Linked DNA regions of Oryctolagus cuniculus: region 1 is linked to region 2. A link is a contact called in public Micro-C data. All regions are on one chromosome and are shown on one strand. Each heading gives the region's core, a stretch centred on a gene start, on an enhancer-like site or on the middle of the called end of the contact. The rest is flanking DNA. Distances are from core to core; before and after follow the strand shown. Region 1 overlaps DIDO1 (death inducer-obliterator 1). Region 2 holds the start of BHLHE23 (basic helix-loop-helix family member e23).

Region 1 (4,631 bases), core at 757-3,256, 73 kb after region 2:
TGATGACCACGCCACGTGGGCTCCGGGTGTATGTGAAGTTCCGTAGTACGCTTCTCTTGCACATCAACACCTGCCTGCTCATATTCTTGGCTTTTAAAAGAAAATTTGCTGAAAGATTGATGTATTTGAAAGGCAGAGAGAGGAGGGAGGTCCTCCATCTGCTGGTTCACTGCCCAGACGGCTGCAACAACCAGAGCTGTGCCGATCTGGAGCCAGGAGCTTCTTCAGGGTCTCCCACGTGGGTGCAGTTGCCCGAGCACTTGGGCCATCTTCTGCTTCTTCCCAGGCCACAGCAGAGAGCTGGAGTGGAAGTGGAGCAGCCGGGACTTGAACCAGCACTGCAGGCAGTGGCTTTAGCCGCTATGCTACAATGCTGGTCCCTACTATGTTTAATTTTTTTGATTATATATTTGAAAGGCAGAGTTACAGAGAGGTGGAGAGGGGTCTTCCATCCACTGGTTCCCTCCCCAAGTGGCCACAGCAGCTGGAGCTGGGCCGATCCAAAGCCAGGAGCTTCTTCCAGGTCTATACTGGTGCAGGGCTCAAGGATTGGGCCATCTTCTGCTTTCCCATGCCAAAGAGAGCTGGGTTGGAAGTGGAGCAGTGGGACTCAAAACAGGTGCCCATATGGGATGCCGGCACTGCAGGCGGTGGCTTTACCTGGTTCACCACAGTGCCTGTCCCATTTTTTAATTTATTTGAAAGGCAGACAGTCTTCCATCGGCTGGCTGGCTCCCCAGATGGCTGCAATGGCCAGGGCTGGACCAGGCTGAAGCCAGGAGCATCTCCCAGGTCTCCCACACTCTGGCTGCTTTCCCATGTTCATTAGCAAAGAGCACCAGGACTGGAACTGGCACCAGGTGGTGGCTTTGTCTACACCACAGTGACGCCCCAGCTGTCATTTAAACGAAGGTTGGACACGCTGCAAACCTGAAGTTTCCAGCAGGAAGACTGTGAGCGGTAGCCAGCTGTGATCTGGGTGCCATCAGCCTTGAAGCTTACACTGAGTGTGACCCTGTGGGCCTTCAAGGGGAGGGTTGTGGCCTTGTCACGGGCTTCAAGTAGGGCACAGTGCAGGCGCGGACAAACCTCCACTAAGACATGCGCTTGCGGAAGCAGCCGGGTGGCTCAGGACAGCAGCGACTCCCCTCCCAGTGAGTGTTGGTCTGGAAGCTGGGCACAGCCGTGCGCAGCCAGCAGACAACTAAGTGACAGCGAGTGCTCCCCTGCCTGTGGCCCCTCCACGTCACATCCTGGTGGTCCACCCTGAAGTGTCATTTGATGAATTCTTTGTGTGTGACCAACCCAGCGCGAGTCGTAGCTGAGAGTGCTGTATGTGGAGCTCGTGCCACGAGGTCGTCTGCCCCGGGAGACCAGGGACTGCACAGCTGCGAGGGAGCGCGACCTGGCCGTGGGTGCTGCTCACACGGCTGCCGGCAGCTGCAGAAGCATCGCTCCGTGCAGTGTTGCTTCCTCCTCAAGGAGTCAGTCCGACAAGGCAGTAGCTCTCTACCTCTGAGACAGACAGAGAAGCTGTTTTCTCTGGGTGCTGTCACCTTGATCTTTCACACGGAGCAGCTAGCGCAGGGGGCAGAGTCCTGGGTTTTGGCCTGAGGCACTGTTTCCGATGGGAGAGCCCTGGCTGGAGGCTGCAGCTCCTTTGTCCCTGGGAAGCTGTCCAGCGAGGAGGGGAGGGGCGTCTGAAACCCTCTCGGTGCTGCAGTCCCCCTGGGCTGGTGCACGGGGTCTTGGTGGAGGCCCACTAGTGCCACCCAGTGACTGGTGCTGCTGCAGCGCCAGCCTTCCCAGGCCCGACTCCTGGTTTCCTGTTTCAGGAAAGCCGGCCAATTGGAGCCTGCTGGCTTATCCCGGCACACCAAGGCCAGGCGCAAACAGTTTCCCTCACAGACACGGCCACAGCAAGCTTGCTCCAAGTTCCATGGTGTTGCCTGCCTGGATACACTTCCTCCTGTGGCTGCTGAGGGCTGAGCTGCCTCGCCAGGCAGGCCTGGGAGGGAGGGAGGGCAGCAGCAGGGCTGGCCTGCACAACACACTGAAGAGCGAACTAGAGTCAAGAAGTTGCAGATTTGGGTTAACAGCATTTGAAAATCGTTGTCCTTTGAGCAGAGGCCAAGCCAGGCCCAGCCCTGGCCGTGCTGCCCCTGCTGTAGGAGGAAGAGCACTCAGCCCTGGCCCGAGCAGCTGGGCAGGACTTCCAGCGTGTCACACGCTCTTCAGACGTGTTTGCTGCGTGGCAGATACCAGCAGACCAGCTAGCTGGAGTCCACCAATCTGGGAGGCTGTTGCCAAGTTCATTTACCTAATCAGCTCAGTGGTGTATCGGGAGTGGCAGTAGGGGGCGACAGAGAGACGGTATAGGAGCGGCTGGTTTCACGGAGGGCGGTTGGGCTCCAGGACGGGTGACTCAGCCTTGTGTTGGGGAAGTCCTAAAGGTAACGTCTAGACTTGGATTTCCCCCAAGAGGGAGGACATACATCAGTGGAAGCTCTGGTCTCCGTGGATGGCTCATCTAGACCTGGGGTTGGGAGAAGCAGTGTTGACGTGTGGAATTAAGTTTCTGATACGAGAGTGTAATGCCCTGGAGGTTGGCCTTGGGTCGCGTGGCGCAGCATCCTGTGTGTGACGCTCGGGGTGTCCTGTTGAGGCCCTGGCTCTGCGCTCAGAGCAGCAGGGACTGGATGCGCTCTGGCCTCAGCTTTGAGCTGGCCAGTTCATTCCCGGGGCACAGCCCTGTCCTTGCTGCAGACATGCGCCCCTGCCCTCCGAGAGCAAGGCCTTCGGGGGTCCCTATAGCTGGAACTCGGGCATCCTCTCTGCTAGGTGCTGCTGCCTTGGAGCGAAATCTGCACGTCAGAAGTGAGTGGGCATACTGAGGTCCAGAGTCCCCCCGCCACCCTGAGAAATAGCTTGGGCACCCAGCTTTGAGGGGCCTGTGACCTGCTGAGCCCTGTGTGTGGGGGATGGGTGTCCCATTATTCTGCTTTGCCAGGCATTGTCATGGCTTTATAGTGCCCACCGTGTAAAAACCCAGCTCCAAAAAGGGGTGCTGCACTTGGAGAGACAGCAGTTGGGGGTGTGGGTTCACCCCCAGGCAATGGAAGTGGGAGAGGGCAAGGCAGCCCATGCACTGGCCCCTCACTGGTGTTGGGGGTGTGAGATGGGACTGTACCTGCTGGCAGCGGTGGGCTTGCCTTGGTGCATTGCCAGTGGGATGGTATTTAGGAAAAAGCACAAGACCTGGTGATGCCTGCCCCCACCTCCCGAGTAGTGCTAGTGCAGGTTTTGTTAAGGAACCTTGTGAAGTGCGGGAAATGTGTGGCTCGCAGGCCTGGTGCTGTGTGGTGACGGTGCTCAGGCTGCCAGGGAGGGGCTGACAGCCAGCCCCCTGCCCGCACAACCAGGCCGGTGGCAAGGCTGTGGCCTGCGGGGACCCCGGGAGCAGCTCTTCAGGAGGGCAGGTTTTCCACTCAGGCCCTCACAGACGGGGTCTCAGCTCTTTCCCAGGTTTCTGGGACTCTTTGGGGATGGTGAACACAAGCAATGGGAGAGGAGTGAGGGTTCATTTGTTCTTAACTCCTGGGTGAGAGGGCATCTCCGGGGCACGTGGGGTGCCAGAGGGAAGGCTGGTGCTGGTCCCTGAAGCCCAGGGACTCCCACCGCCCAGAGCTCGTGGCGCTGCTGCGTGGACTCCGGTGGTCTGGTCAGGTGGGGATGGCCTCTGTCAGGTGCGGACATGCAGAGACTGGCCTTTCTGCTGAGCTTTGGGCCACAGCCCTGTTGGCGCTGAGGACGAACGACACACGCCGCGTTGAGTCACAGTGCAGCGTTGTGACTGGGAGGGGATGCAGCGGCATCGTTGCGTTCTTGGCCCGGCACTTGGTGTGGCTTCCCCGTGTCGCACATTCCTGTCCCCTTTCCATGCCGGCGGCGGCCTCGTCTCCTGCTGGCTGAGCCAGTGCGAGGCCTCCTGGGTCCCTCAGAGGACGTGCGTTTGCCCTTCCTGGGAAGGCTTCCAAGTGCAAGTTTGCCGAGGATCTCACCTGCGCACTTAATGGTCAAAGTGCCATTCTCCGTGCAGCCTCTTGTGGCACTGGACTTTGTCCTTGAGCTTGATCGCTCAGCTCATGGTTAGGTGCAGCCTCTGCTGCTTGGCTGGTCAGCCGAGGTGAGAGCGTCAGTGCAGTGAAGGAAAGCATTTACGTTCGCGGTCCCAGATGCTCACAGCCTACAGGAGCCAGGGACTGAATCCAGGTCCCCAGGTGGGAGACAGAAACCTGCGGCTCGAGCCACCCCTGCTGCCTTCCAGGGTGCACACGAGCAGGGGGCTGCAGTGCAGGTGCCCCGGTCAGCGTCTGGGCCACTGCGCTAGACCGCCGCCCTGCGTGCTCTGCAGCAGTGTGGTCGCGTGACCACTCCTGGCAGCCCTGAACCATGCTCTCCTGTATTTTAAGTTTGTCCCATCGAGCGTGCCTCGTGTGCACTTGCTGGCCACGCCAGCGCCCTTTCTCACGTGCCTCCTGCTCTGTTCTAGCTGTGAAAGAAGACAGAAGAGTGGAGGAGAAAGTGACGACGGCAGCAGCCTCCAAGAAGACGGCCCTCCCAGGTTCCTC
Region 2 (5,151 bases), core at 900-3,399:
ATCTGGGGAGTGAGCCAGTGGATGGAAGACCTCGCTCTCTCTGCAAGCCCCCAACTCTACTTTTCAAAATAAACAAATAAATCTTTTTAAAAATCAAAACCTGAAACACAAAGGCAGCCGCGGGGCCCCGCCCCAGCCCCTGGAGCAGCGGGCAGGGAGGGGTGGGTGTTCCGGTGAGGACCTGGACAAGGGCTGGACAAGGGCGGGCCCTGGGCCTGGCCTCCCCCTCCTTCCCCAGGAGCTGCACTCTGGGGCTTGGTGGGGGTCTCTCCTGAGACCTCGCCCCAGAAGGAGCCACCCACATCCCGGCACCCTGCTTGACCTTTCACCTTTCACCCTCAGGACACACCCCGGAGGAAGCCAAGGCGCCCTCAGAGCTGGGGGCCGGAGCCAGGCCAAGCCCCACCTGCTGAGCTGAGACAAATGGCACAGGAAGCGTTTGTGACCCGGGCCGGCGGCATCCAGGGCTGGGCAGCGGCCTCTGGGAATTCGTGAGGGCGGGCTTGGGGCTGCCGGTTGTTTATTTTCTCTCTGGGTAAGCCCACCCCAGAGCCACCTGCAGGCTGTCCTGTGAGGACCAACCCCACCGGACAGATGTAACCAGACCAGAAAGGCCGAGTGCCCGGCTGGGCAGACACCTCCGGGGCCAGGTGCGCACTGGACGGCACCCGCGGTGACCACGCCTCAGTAGAACGCAGGGGCAGCCTGGTCCCTCCACCACGCCCGCCGGGCGCAATCTCCCAGGCAGCCAGCAGGGGGCGCCATCAGACCAAAAAGGCCGCCTCTCCCTGCAGCTGGCCGGGGCTTCACTTCAAGACTTGTAGGGGGGCCCAACGCTGCCGGCATCAGGGAGGCCCCGCCCTGGGACGCCCACCCGGGCCCACCCAGCCCTCTGCCCCTCCAAGGTCGTGGACTAACTGGCGGAAGGCACCCAGCCAGTCCAGAGCCAGGCCCTGCCCTGGAGGGAGAGCTGGGGGAAGCGCCCCCCCACAGGGCATCGGAGCACTTCCCCAGCCTCCTGCTCTTCCAGTAAAGGCCCTGCCCTGTCGTGGCTCCAGTGGTCCTGCAGGCCCCACCCGGCTCTGCTGTCCCTCCACAGCCCCCACCTGGCCCCTTGGCCCAGCGGCCACCCACCCACCCAGCAGACCTGGCCAACAGCCACAGCCTCCACACCCAGCACTCCACCAACTGCCCACCCGCACAGCAGCCCAGCAGGCACCCGGGAGGCTGTCTCTCTCACATCTCAAGCAGGGCCCTGCACGCGCTGGCCCTGCCCTCCTGGCCGGCTCGTTTCTCTTGAGGCCGGGAGCAAGGCCCGATCTCAAGCTCCCGTCTCCCTGCACTGCCCACCTGCAGGACTCCCTGGGTGCCAGACACTGCTGGGCTTCCAGAACCTTCCAACGCACACAGCTCATCCACCCACTCCACACCTGTGCGCCAGACACCTGCTCACCTCGCACAAAGAAGCAGCACCACACAGGTCCCCTCCCTCTGCTGTCCTCTCCCGGGGGCACCCGGAGGATGAGGGGCCGAGGGGCTGTGCCAGGGTCCCACAGGGGGCGGGTAGAGGTGCCGCCTCTGGGGGAAGCCCCCAGCTCCCTTTTGTCCCCTGACTCTGAGAGGGGTGGCCCATGCCCGGTGCGCACTCACCACCCCACTGCCTCTCCAGGAAGGGCTGAGGGGGGTGGCACCCTGGGGACTCTGGGAGCAGGGTGACAAAGAGCAGGGTCTCAGGCGGGGTCTAGCCTCCACTCCCCCGGGGAGAAGCCCCCACTTCGCTCCACCTGTCAGGCAGCTGGGCTCTAGTCCCCGCCTCCCTCTCCAGGGACTCCGCCCACCCTCACCGGGTGGTGTTCCACAAGGGGCAGGGGTGGGAGGAGGGGATGGATCTCAAAATCCACACCAGGAACCTGGCTGATGCCGCGCGGGGCCCCTGCAGGGAGTTCAGGGGTGCGACACAAGCCAGGGGTAGGGGACCCACCCCAGTCTCCCAGCCCCAGGTGTGCCCCACCCCGAGCCACAGAGCCCTGCTCCCCAAGAGGAGGCCTGGGGAGGCGCCGGGCCGGGCGGCCCTTTCACCGAAATTACAAAGAGCTGGATCCCGCAGCCCCAGCCCCACCTCCAATCACCCCACTGAGCACGCACCTGTCCCGCGCTGCGCGCCCGCAGCGTCCGCGGCGTCCCGGGTGCTGCTGGCTTCCCGCTCCGGGCTGGCGGGGACCAGGCCGAGCGACGCGGGAGCGCCCTGGGGACGCGAGCGTTTTGAGGCGGCGGCCCCGGGGGACGCGGCGAGGCAGGCGAGGAGCCCGCGAGGCCGCTCGATCCGCGCGCTCGGGGCAGAGGCCGTGGCCAGCGCCCCTCTGATTGGGCGGCCGCGAGGTCCCAGGGGGCGCCTCCGCGGCTTAAACGCGAAGCGGGGGCGGAGGGGAGCTAAAGCCCGCCCCCGGGCCGGGCCCTGGCGCCGCGGCGGGGAGGGGAGGACGCGAGGCCGGCGCTGAGGCTCCGGGACCGGCAGAGCGCGGGACGCGCCCGCAGAGCGGGGCCATGGCCGAACTCAAATCGCTGTCGGGGGACGCGTACCTGGCGCTGAGCCACGGCTACACGGCGGCGGGCCTGGCCTACGGGGCGGCCCGGGGGCCCGAGGCGGCCCGCGGCTACTGCGCGCCGGGCCCGGGCGGCGACCTCCCCGCGGCGCCCGCGCCGCGCGCCCCGGCCGAGAGCAGCGGCGAGCAGAGCGGCGACGACGACGCCTTCGAGCGGCGGCGGCGGCGGCGCGGGCCCGGGGGCGCGGCGGACGCGCGGCGGCGGCCCCGGGAGCAGCGCTCGCTGCGGCTCAGCATCAACGCGCGCGAGCGGCGCCGCATGCACGACCTCAACGACGCGCTGGACGGGCTGCGGGCCGTGATCCCCTACGCGCACAGCCCGTCGGTGCGCAAGCTGTCCAAGATCGCCACGCTGCTGCTGGCCAAGAACTACATCCTCATGCAGGCGCAGGCGCTGGACGAGATGCGGCGCCTGGTGGCCTACCTCAACCAGGGCCAGGGCCTGGCCGCGCCCGTCGCCGCGGCGCCCCTGGCGCCCTTCGGCCAGGCCGCCGCCGTGTACCCGTTCTCGGCGGGCGCCGCGCTGGGGCCCTGCCCGGACAAGTGCTCCGCTTTCTCCGGGGCGCCCTCGGCGCTCTGCAAACACTGCGCCCAGAAGCCGTGATGGCGCCGGCGTGCCCGCCCTCGCGTTTGCGCTTCCCCGGTGGCCGTCGCCGCACCCAGGCCCGGAGGTGGCCGCCGACCTCGCTTCCAACAGCTGCGCGACCGACGATTAGGGGCGGCGGGGAGCGAGCGGCCCGCCCAGGCACACTGGACGCAGCCGGAGCTCCGGGCTCCGGAATCCGCGCCCGGGAACTCGCGGCCGCTGGGCACCCCTCCCCATATCCGCTGGGCGTTGCGGGGAGGGGGGAAACGTTGCGGGCGGCGAGAGGTTCGACGTGCGCCTTGGGGCACCGCCGCCCACCGCCCAGGAGAAGACCCGGAGGGTGGCCCGGTCTAACGACGGCGTGGGGCGCGCGGACTGAGCGGGCACAGAGCACGGCCCGCGTCGCCAGACACCTGCGTGGCCGCGGTGCGCCGGACCCGATCCCGGGAAGGAGCTGCGCAGGATGCGGGAGACGCGGGAGGGGGAGCGCCTCGGGCTTTTCCAAGCCTGCATTTGCGTCCTGAAGCCTGCGGGACTTCCCCCTAATCCGCCCGGACTCCCCTACCTGGAGCTGCGGGGACCCCGCTTGGCGCGTCCTCCTCCTGAGGGGCCATGCACGAGGGTCCTGTGCCCCGCGCCCGCTTGGCCCTGGAGGGTCCGCGGAGGGCCAGGTCCAGTCCAGGGACCACAGAAAGCCCCCTCCCACCAACCGCCCCGCATTTCTGGGAAGGAGGCCGGGCCATGGTGAGTACCGGCGGTGGCGGCGTCTCCTCTAGGGTCGGTGTGGGATCTGTCGCTTGGCGCAGCCGGGCCCGCCTCCGTGGCCCGGGAGGAGCTGTCCGGGGCTTGAGCCGAAGCTCCAGGAACCGGAGCTCTGCTGCGCTAATGCGGCCGCAGGGGCCAGAGCGCTTCGTGTGCGTGAGGGCGGCTCAGAGCCCTTTTGAAGCGCGGTGAACCTGCCCCGGGGTGAACCTGCCCGGGACGACCTCGCCCGGTGTGGCTCTGCTTTCTCCAGGCGGCGTCTGCACCTGCGGCCCCGGTGGCTGAGGCGGGGCAGGGGCAGGGAGCTGGGTTCAGTTCTGCAAGCTGCTTATCAAACTAGCAGCTCGGTCGTCACTTCTCCTCGAATCCCGAGTGTTTGGCGCATTTATATTCGGAAGAAAGCACTGGCTTTCAACTTATTTTTCAAAAGTGATACAATTAAATCTCAATAGCGAATTCCATAGTGTGCATTTGTGACTGATTCACAGCTTCAGTGTCGCCTCCCCCGCCCGCTTCTACACCAGACCCGGGCTCTGGGAGCTCACGGCTCGGCGGAGGAAGCTGAGGGGCGGAGGCTGTCCCCTCCCTGTGTGGCAAGAAGCCGCCCCCTCCGCAGAACCTCTTCCCCGACGCACCCACACGCAGAGCTGTTTGCCCGCTGTCCTGTGTGCCCTTGGCTGGGGCGGAGTGTGTTCCCAGCAGCTGGCCCCTCCTAGAGCCGCTGGCTGTGCAACCCCGCGGCATCTGCTTGTGGAGAGCCGTGAGGTCGGTCCGTGCCGTGGCTCGGGTCTACGCCGCCGGCTTCCTGCTCGGAGACACCCCCCCCCTCGTGCCGGTGTGCCGACTGCAAGCGCCTGGGGGCCTGGCTGCCTCTGCACCACGGCTGGGTGCTCCTGCAGGTGCCCACAGAGCCCTTCGTCACCACGCATCCACCAAGCCGCTGGGAGCCAGCGTTTCGGCAACACCAGGGAGAGAGCTAAACGGGAGAGGGCTTTGGGGCAGCTGGGATGAGGCTGCCCACTGGACCCGCTCCCCGCCCTTTCCCCCCGGGCCTGGATGTGCAGGCCGTGCTGCGTGCAAGGCAGCCTCTGGGCTGTGGGGACACCCCCGCCCTGTGGGCCAGCGTTCGCCGTGCCGACAGGAGAGGGGGCTTACCTTTCAACTTCCCTAGCGGCCTCGTAGACGCTGAATAAAAGCAGG

What was found. Hi-C and Micro-C count contacts between places; a contact is called where the count stands out from the background.
Region 1: a Micro-C map of ear pinna shows a contact between it and region 2, with 2.5 times the contacts expected there. The contact joins the enhancer-like site here to the promoter of BHLHE23 in region 2. A contact is called at or near these places in 2 of 6 Hi-C or Micro-C datasets (ear pinna and an unstated tissue).

The regions. Positions count from the first base shown.
Region 1 is chr11:732,100-736,730 of mOryCun1.1, forward strand. DIDO1 (death inducer-obliterator 1) reads left to right here. Exons shown (of 17, transcript XM_051829427.2): 8 at 4,553-4,631. Among named protein-coding and RNA genes, the nearest start is that of TCFL5, 20 kb to the right of the region's middle. Within about 2 kb of position 2,007, at least 1 of the 8 cell types and tissues checked has an H3K27ac peak or open chromatin away from gene starts, as enhancers often do. A contact at or near this core is called in ear pinna, where this site is marked.
Region 2 is chr11:659,280-664,430 of mOryCun1.1, forward strand. BHLHE23 (basic helix-loop-helix family member e23) reads left to right here and starts at 2,150. Exons shown (of 1, transcript XM_051829422.2): 1 at 2,150-4,528. The coding sequence starts at 2,545. The coding sequence ends at 3,207.